Linked DNA regions of Capra hircus: all the other regions are linked to region 1. Evidence: chromatin contacts called from public Hi-C data. All regions are on one chromosome and are shown on one strand. Each heading gives the region's core, a stretch centred on a gene start, on an enhancer-like site or on the middle of the called end of the contact. The rest is flanking DNA. Distances are from core to core; before and after follow the strand shown.

Region 1 (2,700 bases), core at 179-2,678:
TGTGGTTGTACATGCATGTGTTTTTTCCACTTAATGATTCAAGACAACCCAGGGAAAGGCACAAAGTTTACAAATCCTAAAGATTTTGCTTGACAGATTTCTTCTGTGTACACACCTGTGTAACTGCCTCCCCAAATGCAGAATATTCAAAATACAGAATATCCCCAACCCCTTGAGACCCCACCCCACCTTCCATGTGCCTCTGCCAGTCAGTGGCTAGCCACCCACAAGCGGGGCCACTCTTCTGACTTTCCACGCTGCAGATTAGCTTTGCCTTTTCTAAAATTTCACATAAATGGGATCATATGGCATGTACGTGCTCATATCCTGCTCTATATTCTACAAACAAAAACACATCACCAGCACATGGACAACGATGGCAGGAGAAAGGAGGGGGCTGTCGCTAACCGTTCCTTTCTCCTTCAATAAGCACCAGGATTGTTTTTATTTTGGCTCTCTGACTGATGAAAGGGGAAACCCGGGAGGGCTGGACCCTGGAGTATGGAACTCCGTGAGTTAACGGTGGAAAGCTAGTGACCATGGGGGCAAAGGAGCTGTCCCGCCTGAAAAGGTTACTGTGAGAGGGAGGAGGCTGCCGGTCACCTCTGGTTGTTCTGGATGCCCAGAGGAGAGAAGGCGTTGTGGAGGCTTTAGAACGCTCCAATCTGGTTCCTCCAGCGCTGGGGGCGCCCAGGGTAGCCTCAGGCTCCTCCCTAGCATTGACCTTGTTCCAAAAGACCGGGAGTCCCCCAGAAGGCGTGTCTCCCTACCTGTGCACTGCTGGATGAAGTCCTGATATTCCGCTCCCTGCTCGCCGGGGACGATGGTGGAGCCGTCATATTTAAAAGTCACCCTTTGGATTGGGAGAAGAGAAAAACACACACATACACATACACATCAGCGTTGGTGCCTGAACGGTGCCGAGCTTCCACAGAACAATCTAAGAGATGCTCTGGCTAGCGAAAAGCCAGCGCTGGCTTTCCACGCTGTCCCGGGTTAAGGCTGCGGGGAGACCGCACGGGGATGACCCTTAATCCGTCCCGTCTGGAAGACGGCTCAGCGCACCAGGCCCCTCGCGAGCTCAGGCCAGCGGGGCTCGAAGAGCAATGCAAAGTTCCTCACCAGATGACGGCCGAGCTGTCGTCGCGCACCAGGTTGTACGCCGTTCGGCAAGCCTCTTTGTCGATCTTGGTGGCCATCGCCGCGGGGCCGCAGTGGGGATACTGTGCTCGCAGCGAAAGATGAGCGCGCTTGGGGCCAGCTGCAGGGATCGGAGCGGAGCGGGGCGGGGACGCGCGGAAGGCGGGCGGGCAAGCGGGCGGGCGGTTGGCGACAGCAGCGAGAGAAGGCGAGCTCCGAGCTCCGAGAGCGGCTGTGGCTCCGAATGCGCGAGGAGCGCAAGCTAGACCCAGGCCACGCAGTCCCGCCCCCCCTCGCCCATTGGCCTCCCAGGACGTATTAAGCCCCGCCCCCTATTTCTATTGGTCGTAGCGCGTATCGGGGGCGTGGCGTCTTTACTCACCAGCGGCCAATACCAGCCCGAGTGGGTTGCGCAACCCTGCGAAGGGGGCTGGAGAGGGGGGCTTTTTCGCCCTCCTCCCCCTCTCTCCTCCCCTCTTCTTCTCCCTCGCCCTTCTTCTCCTTCCTCCTCCTCTTCTCTTCTCCCTCCCCCAACCCTTTCTTGTTCTCCCACTCCCCTAACTCCTCCCCCATTTCCTCCTCCCCAAGCCCTGTTTCTCGTTTCCCTCTCTCTAGTCCCTCTTCTTCCTCCCTCCTTGAGTCTCCCTCCTCATTCACTACCCGCCCCTCACCTCACCTCCTCCCCTTGCTCTTCCCACTTCCCTAACCCCTTCTCCCTCCTGCCTCCCTATTCCCACCTCCCCTCCCTTCCCCCACCTCCTACCCCTAGTCCTCCTTATCCCCCCCAAACAACAACTCCGTTTACCTCCTTCCTATTCCTTGTCTTCAAGCTTTTGTCGTCTCTCTCTCTCACTTTGCATCCCCCCTCCTCCCTATCCCTTCCTCTACCTCCCTCCTCCCCACCAGGGCTCCTGGGCTTCAGAGCTCCACAGGGAAGCTCCACATGGGTGACTTACTGCATCAAACTGCCCCGCCCCAGTGTTGGGCTCCGTGGTTTCTAGGTAGGGAGAAATTGGAAAGAAGTAAGATTGTTAAATAGGAGGGGATAGAAAGTAGACTGCTTCCAAAACACTGGTGGGATCACTGTTTACTTTGTGCTCTGGTTATTTGCATTCACATCTTATCTCCCCCTTTGGGTTCCACTGAGGGCAGGAGCTGACTCATTCTGTCTTCTTCCTTCCCTCACTGACTCACTCATTCATTCCCTCCTGCAATCATTCCACAAAGACCAGTTACAGGGTTGAGGCAAGTAAAAAGGCTGGACCCCCCAAGACTCGGCTCTTGAATTGCATCCAGTGTTGCCTCTTTTTAACTGTGGGCCTTTGGACAAGCCTCAAAAACTCTCTGATTACTTTCCTCCAATGGGATAGTAATAGTACCGACAACATAAGAGTCGAACATAGCGACTAAACAACAACTACAGCTGACATCATAGGTTTGCTTTATGATTAATGTTTAATGAAATTTGTAAACAAATATGTTAGACATTCAACAAAAGGTCATTGTTGTTGGTTATCAACTAAAATAAATCTTAAATAGAAACCCCAAAGGTCAGGGACA
Region 2 (2,791 bases), core at 281-2,780, 72 kb after region 1:
TTTTGTCCATTTTTTCCCTTCTCGGGACTCTCAGCCCCAAGAAAGTGAGGAGAATCCTGCTGCAACCCTGGGTGGTCAGTCGAGGCATGAGCCTTCCTCTGCCCCCGGCCCCGGTCCCCCCGCTTCTGCCTGTGTAGTACTGTCAGCAATGCGCAGTTCACGCACACGGTGACAAAATTATAAATATCATGGTGTCCCAAACTTTGTCTTGTTCAGAATTTGTTCTGACAGTCAAGCACAGTTCAGCATGGATCGTTGGTGCTCAATACATGCTATTAAATCAATGAAATTCCTGCTGTGTATTGAACATTGTCGCCTCCAGGTGTTCCCTAGGCCACCCACACCAATTTCCAAAGTTAAGACTGAGCAGTAACTGTTCAGTAGATGTCACCATCCATCAGGTACTGGGTCCTGGTGAAAAAAAAAAAAAAGAAATTTGAATGGTTCTTTTTATGCAAGTACTGATCTGATTTTTTTTTTAACTTCATTTGTTAATAGTTCTCCCATTTCAATACCTGTACATTTTGGTGGTTTTTAGTATATTCACAGAGTTGTGCAGCTACCCCCACAGTCCATTTTAGAACACCTCATCATTCCAGAAAGAGGCTTCATACCCATAACAGGGACTCCCTTATCCCTCCCCACCCAGCCGCTGGCAGCCACCCTCTTTCTCCTTGCTGTCTCTGGGGATCTGCCTCTTCTGGATATCACCCAGTTCATGTGAATGGACTCTTGCAATGCGTGGCCCTTGAGTCTGGCCTCTTCCACTCAGCATGATGTGTTCAGGTGCCAGCCACCTGGTAGCCGTGTCAGTCTGAGAACATTCCCAAAGCTGTGTTTTTCCGGGTTAGATCCAGGAGATCCTTTTGGAGCTGGGAAGAACTGTGGAGATGGATTTCGTCTGGCATACCCTGATTTTAGAGATGAAGTTAAAGCGTTTATCACTCAGAGCAGTGTTCTTTAGTCATTAAGTCTTGCCAGACTCTTTCAACCCCACGGACTGTGGCCCACCAGGCTCCTCTGTCCATGGTATTCTCCAGGCAAGAATACTGGAGTGGGCAGCCATTCCTTTCTCCAGAGGATCTTCTTGACCCAGGGATTGAACCCATGTCTCCTGTGTTGCAAGAGGATTCTTTACTGCTGAGCCACCAGTGTATTAGTCCTTAACATCTTCTCCTACCTCCCAAATTCACTTTTGTGTTGGGAAAGAGGGAGGAGGGAGGAGAAGACTCTGCCTCCTGTGCTTGTTTCTGGCATTTGACCCTGAAGGCCTGGGCTTTGAGTGTTCTTGGGACACTGTGCCTGGGTCTGGCTCACAGATGCCTGACTGCCGTGGAATCTGTGAAGTGCAGTACACATGCAGCAGAGTGTTTGTTGATCACGCCTTTGTAGCCTAAGTTTTTACCTCAGGCTGACCTCCTATGTCCCTGAGTCCTTTTGAAGGCGGAGGACACTAATTTGGTGGTAGCCTGCACAAAGACTTGTTTCTAGAGTGCAAACCTTGGAAGCTGTATTCCAGCGCCCCCTAGTGCCTGCTCTGGGGGTTGTCCTCCGGGTCCCTGCTTCCTGCAGGAGGTGCTGTTTCCTGTGGCTGCATTGGATCCCTGGAGAGCCAGCAGTGCACCACGCAGGTGACTGGCAAACGCCTTTCCTTCTCCTCACCTCTCCTGGGCTGAGGCTGTGTCTTTGCTTTTCCTTTAGCAGGAACACTGGTATTTCCAGTTCGGCCTGTGCCTTTAGCAGGCTGTACAGCCCTAGGCCCTAGAGGGCCTTCTGGAGTCTGCTCTGGCAACTCAGAGTGCCACGCCCTGGAGCTTGGCTGCAGTGAAGTGTCTTGCATCCACCCTAGCTGTGCCGAGGGCTTGCCCCTTTTCCTGATGTGTTTCTTGTGTATATATTTTTCATGTTCTCTCTAGAAAAGATCGGAAAATAATCAGACGGTAACAGTAGGAGTTCTGAAGGCCTGAGCTGGGGTCAGTGGAAGGGAGGGGAAGTGGAGCTTTATTCTGGTTGAGAGGACCCCTCTACCCCTAGGCCCCTTCCCAGAGTGGGGATGGGGCGGCTCAGCACCCTGTGCTGTGTCCTGACCCTCATGGCCTCCCCCGGCCCCCCCCCCCCGCCCCCCTGGCCCAGCACCACAGCTGGGAGAAGAGCATATGTGGTTGCTTTCTTGTTCCTCCTCTTGACTCCAGTATTCATTCAACTCTGGTGGGCCTGGCTTTAACCTCAGGGATCTGCCTCACTTGATGACAGTGCCAACATTTCTGTAGTGCTCTGTGGTCCATGGAGGGCTCGCAGTGGCTGTTGCCTGGGTGCCTGGGCATGCCGGCCCCTGCAGGCTTGGCAGGGACAGGGAAAGTGGGATTGCACTTCCTCCCTTGCCAGCCTCACAGTCATGAGTTTCAGCTCTCGCTGCTCCTGCAGGACAAACGAATGCATATTGCCAGTGCCATTTTCTTCCCCACTAGATTGTAAATCCTGTGAAATCAGGCATTGACTCATTTTTATCTTTTTTTTTAACACCAAAACTTTTTCTTTAAAAACAGACTTTATATTTATTAATTCTCCAGAGGAAGGAAAATGTTTCATACATGTATAAGAAGAGGGTAGGTAAAAATTTTCCTCACAGCTGAGTGTTTTCAGTTTTAGTTTAAAAACAGCCCCAGCAAGCTCTTTATTTGGAAATAATTTTAAATTTATAAAAATTGCAGAAGTACAAAGAGCCCCCATTTTATTTTTTATTCATATTGACTGGTTAGGGTTGAACCTCACTTAATCATTGGGGTGTGTT
Region 3 (2,700 bases), core at 113-2,612, 94 kb before region 1:
AAAAGCAGGACTCTTCATTTCCCAAGCCCAGACGCGGCACAGCTAATGTAGTCATGTGCCCACAAGGTGGCGCTCATGATCACCACAAAACAATGTGCTCTGGTCAGTTTTCACAATGAACATTTCAGAACAGGTTTTAGATTTACAGGCTTGTTGAGAAGAGGATACTGAGAGAGTTCCTGTGTGTCTCAGACTGAGTTTCCCCTGTGACTAACGTCTCACATTAGTGCTGAACATCCATCACCACTGATGAACCAATATTGATTCCTCGTTACATTCTCCTTAATCATCACATCTCTTTAGGCATCTCTGGGCTGTAACAGTTTCTCAGGCTTTCCTGGTTACTGATAACCGGGAGAGGTGTTTGGTAAGGTGGCTCTCTAACGGGATTCATCGGAGCTTTTCCTCATGGTTAGACTGGGGTTGGACTTTGGGGGATGAAGACGCCAGAGGTAGAGTGCCCTTCGCACCGCAACGTGTCCAGGGTCCATGTGGTCCCTGAGAATCCTCACTGCTGGGGTTGACCTTGATCACCCGGCCAAGGTCGGCCCTGTCCAGTTTATTCTCTGTACGCTTGCTCGCCTTCTCCATAATAAGCTCCTTGGATCGTGTGTGTGTGTTCTAAGGTTTCCTTTTGTTGGAGGGGGGCGGGGGGAGGCGGTAGTTGTGCTGAGTGGCTTGCAAGATCTCAGTTCCCCAACCAGCAACTGAACCCAGGCCCCAGCAATGAAAGCCCAGAATCCTAACCACTAGGCCACCAGGGACCTCTCAAAGGTTTTACTTTTTTAAACCATTTCCTGTCTCTCCTGGTTCAGTTAGGAGACTGGGGGTGGGGTAAGAAGAAGGGCCTGGGGGTGCCTGCCACACGGTGGGAGAACAAAGTGGAGACACACAGCCCAGGGTTTACAAAGGGGACCCTAAGACAGCTACTTGAGGTTCTTGCTTCTTCCGGTCCCACCAATGATCCAAGTTAAACACCATCAGTGTCCTTGAAGGGGTCACAGGAAGGAAAAATCCAGGAGGGGGCAGCCATGGAGAACAGTTAGAGAGCAGACCATGCCACCCTGCCCGGGGAGCAGCACCAGGCATGTGGGGTCCGGAGAGCCTGGCATCACGCATGCGCCCCCACACCCCATGCGCCCCACATCCAGCCCCGCAGGAGGTGCCCAGGATGGAGGCTGGTTGCCCCCCACTCCATCTAGGCCAGTGTCCTTGTAGCTAAGTGAGTTTCCACCAGTTAAGCCAGATCACACCTCTCTTAAAACACTTAAAAAACACTCCAGCAACTTCCCACCAACCAAGGCAGACCCTGTGGGCCCCACGGCAAGGCCAAGCCACCTCTCCACGCCTCAGGCCTGGAGCGCACCGACTTCCCCAGCTCACACGGGCCCTTCCATCACCAGGACGAGGGTCCCACTTCCTCCATCCCCTCACCTTCAGGCCTTGGGTCAGAGCCCACCTCCCAGAGACCTTCCTGCCCTCTGCCCCAGATGCCACTGTGAAGTGGAAGCTGAGAGGGTAGTGTCCCTTGAAGACACAACAGGGTTCAAGGGCTGTGCGGGAAAACCTAAGTTGGCTGGCAGGGAAGACCCCAAGGATGAGCCCTGGGGCTCAGGGATTTAGCCCCATCCCTTGACCGCCACCCCCCACCCCAAGGCTTAAGTTCTGCAGTTGATTCCTGTGGCCACCTCTGGCCTCCTGTGGGCACATTCAGCAGCCTCCTTCACGGTATTTTGCGAGCCAGGCGCTCTGCGGGGTTAGTTGCATCCTGGTTTTGCAGTCAGTGTCTGGGAGGTCAACCGAGCCCTTCTCACCACGATAAAGCTCTGGGTTCCTGCTTTTGTGGTACTCGGTCTTCTCGAAAACCATAAAAGGTGTCACATCCCCGTTGCACAGGCTCCGCTGGGAGCGCTGTGGGGGCTGGGCAGCGAGGCCCCTGCAGCCTGGCTCACCTGTGCCTCCAGGGGTTGCCTTATAAGGTGAAAATCAGGCGCCCCGGCTGCGGGTTCAACCCCGGGCTCAAAGAGGAAGTCCTCAGTTTTGCAGAAGCTTTGCAGGGGTCTCTGCACGTCTGGCCTACAAGCCTGCAGCCAGCTCACTACAGGGTGTCTCGGGGTATCTGCTAACAAGCAGGAGTTAAATGCCAAAGATGCATGGAGACACAGGCCTTCCTCCTCCCCGGCAGTTAAAACCAGAAGAGACGCTCGGGCCAGGAGAAGCAGGCAGCCAGGCAGGAGGGTGCCAGAACAGTAGGGGAAGCAGATGCAGCTGCAGCCTGGGCTCTCGACTGTGACACTACAGTACATGTCAGCTCCCAGCGAACGATGGGCCGGGCCTGAACCGGGTGCCCAACACGCAGCTCTCACTTAATGCTCACAGCAGCGGGACAGCATAGGAGCCGCAAGCAGTCCCACTTTACAGAAAAGGAAAACTGAGGCTCAGAGGAGGGCAGCGACTTATCTAAGGTTAGGAGAAGTAACTTTTCTACTAGACAACCGGCAAGCGGGAGAGACGGAAGAGGCCCCCAGGAACACCCCTCTGAGAAGGATCACTGTTCAGTGCAGCCACGGGCCACGCGTGGCTACCAAGCCTTTTAACAGATCCCAACCAAGATGGGCTGTGAGTGTGGAACCCACACTGGAGTTGAGAGTCTTGGGTGTATATCTTTTAAATTTTTTTAAGTTAAGGAAATTTTAATTT

The links. A called contact is a pair of places that touch in the nucleus more often than the background predicts.
Region 2: a contact with region 1 is called in a Hi-C map of blood, with 2.9 times the contacts expected there. The contact joins the enhancer-like site here to the promoter of COTL1 in region 1. A contact is called at or near these places in 3 of 5 Hi-C or Micro-C datasets (all in blood).
Region 3: a contact with region 1 is called in a Hi-C map of blood, with 3 times the contacts expected there. The contact joins the enhancer-like site here to the promoter of COTL1 in region 1. A contact is called at or near these places in 4 of 5 Hi-C or Micro-C datasets (blood and liver).

What each region holds. Positions count from the first base shown.
Region 1 is chr18:12,210,119-12,212,818 of ARS1.2, forward strand. COTL1 (coactosin-like protein) reads right to left here and starts at 1,429. Exons shown (of 4, transcript XM_005691841.3): 1 at 1,123-1,429; 2 at 771-853. The coding sequence starts at 1,199.
Region 2 is chr18:12,282,146-12,284,936 of ARS1.2, forward strand. The region is part of intron 1 of USP10 (ubiquitin carboxyl-terminal hydrolase 10); the gene reads left to right. Among named protein-coding and RNA genes, the nearest start is that of USP10, 20 kb to the left of the region's middle. Within about 2 kb of position 1,531, at least 3 of the 5 cell types and tissues checked have an H3K27ac peak or open chromatin away from gene starts, as enhancers often do.
Region 3 is chr18:12,116,334-12,119,033 of ARS1.2, forward strand. No RefSeq gene overlaps it. Among named protein-coding and RNA genes, the nearest start is that of TLDC1, 13 kb to the left of the region's middle. Within about 2 kb of position 1,363, at least 1 of the 5 cell types and tissues checked has an H3K27ac peak or open chromatin away from gene starts, as enhancers often do.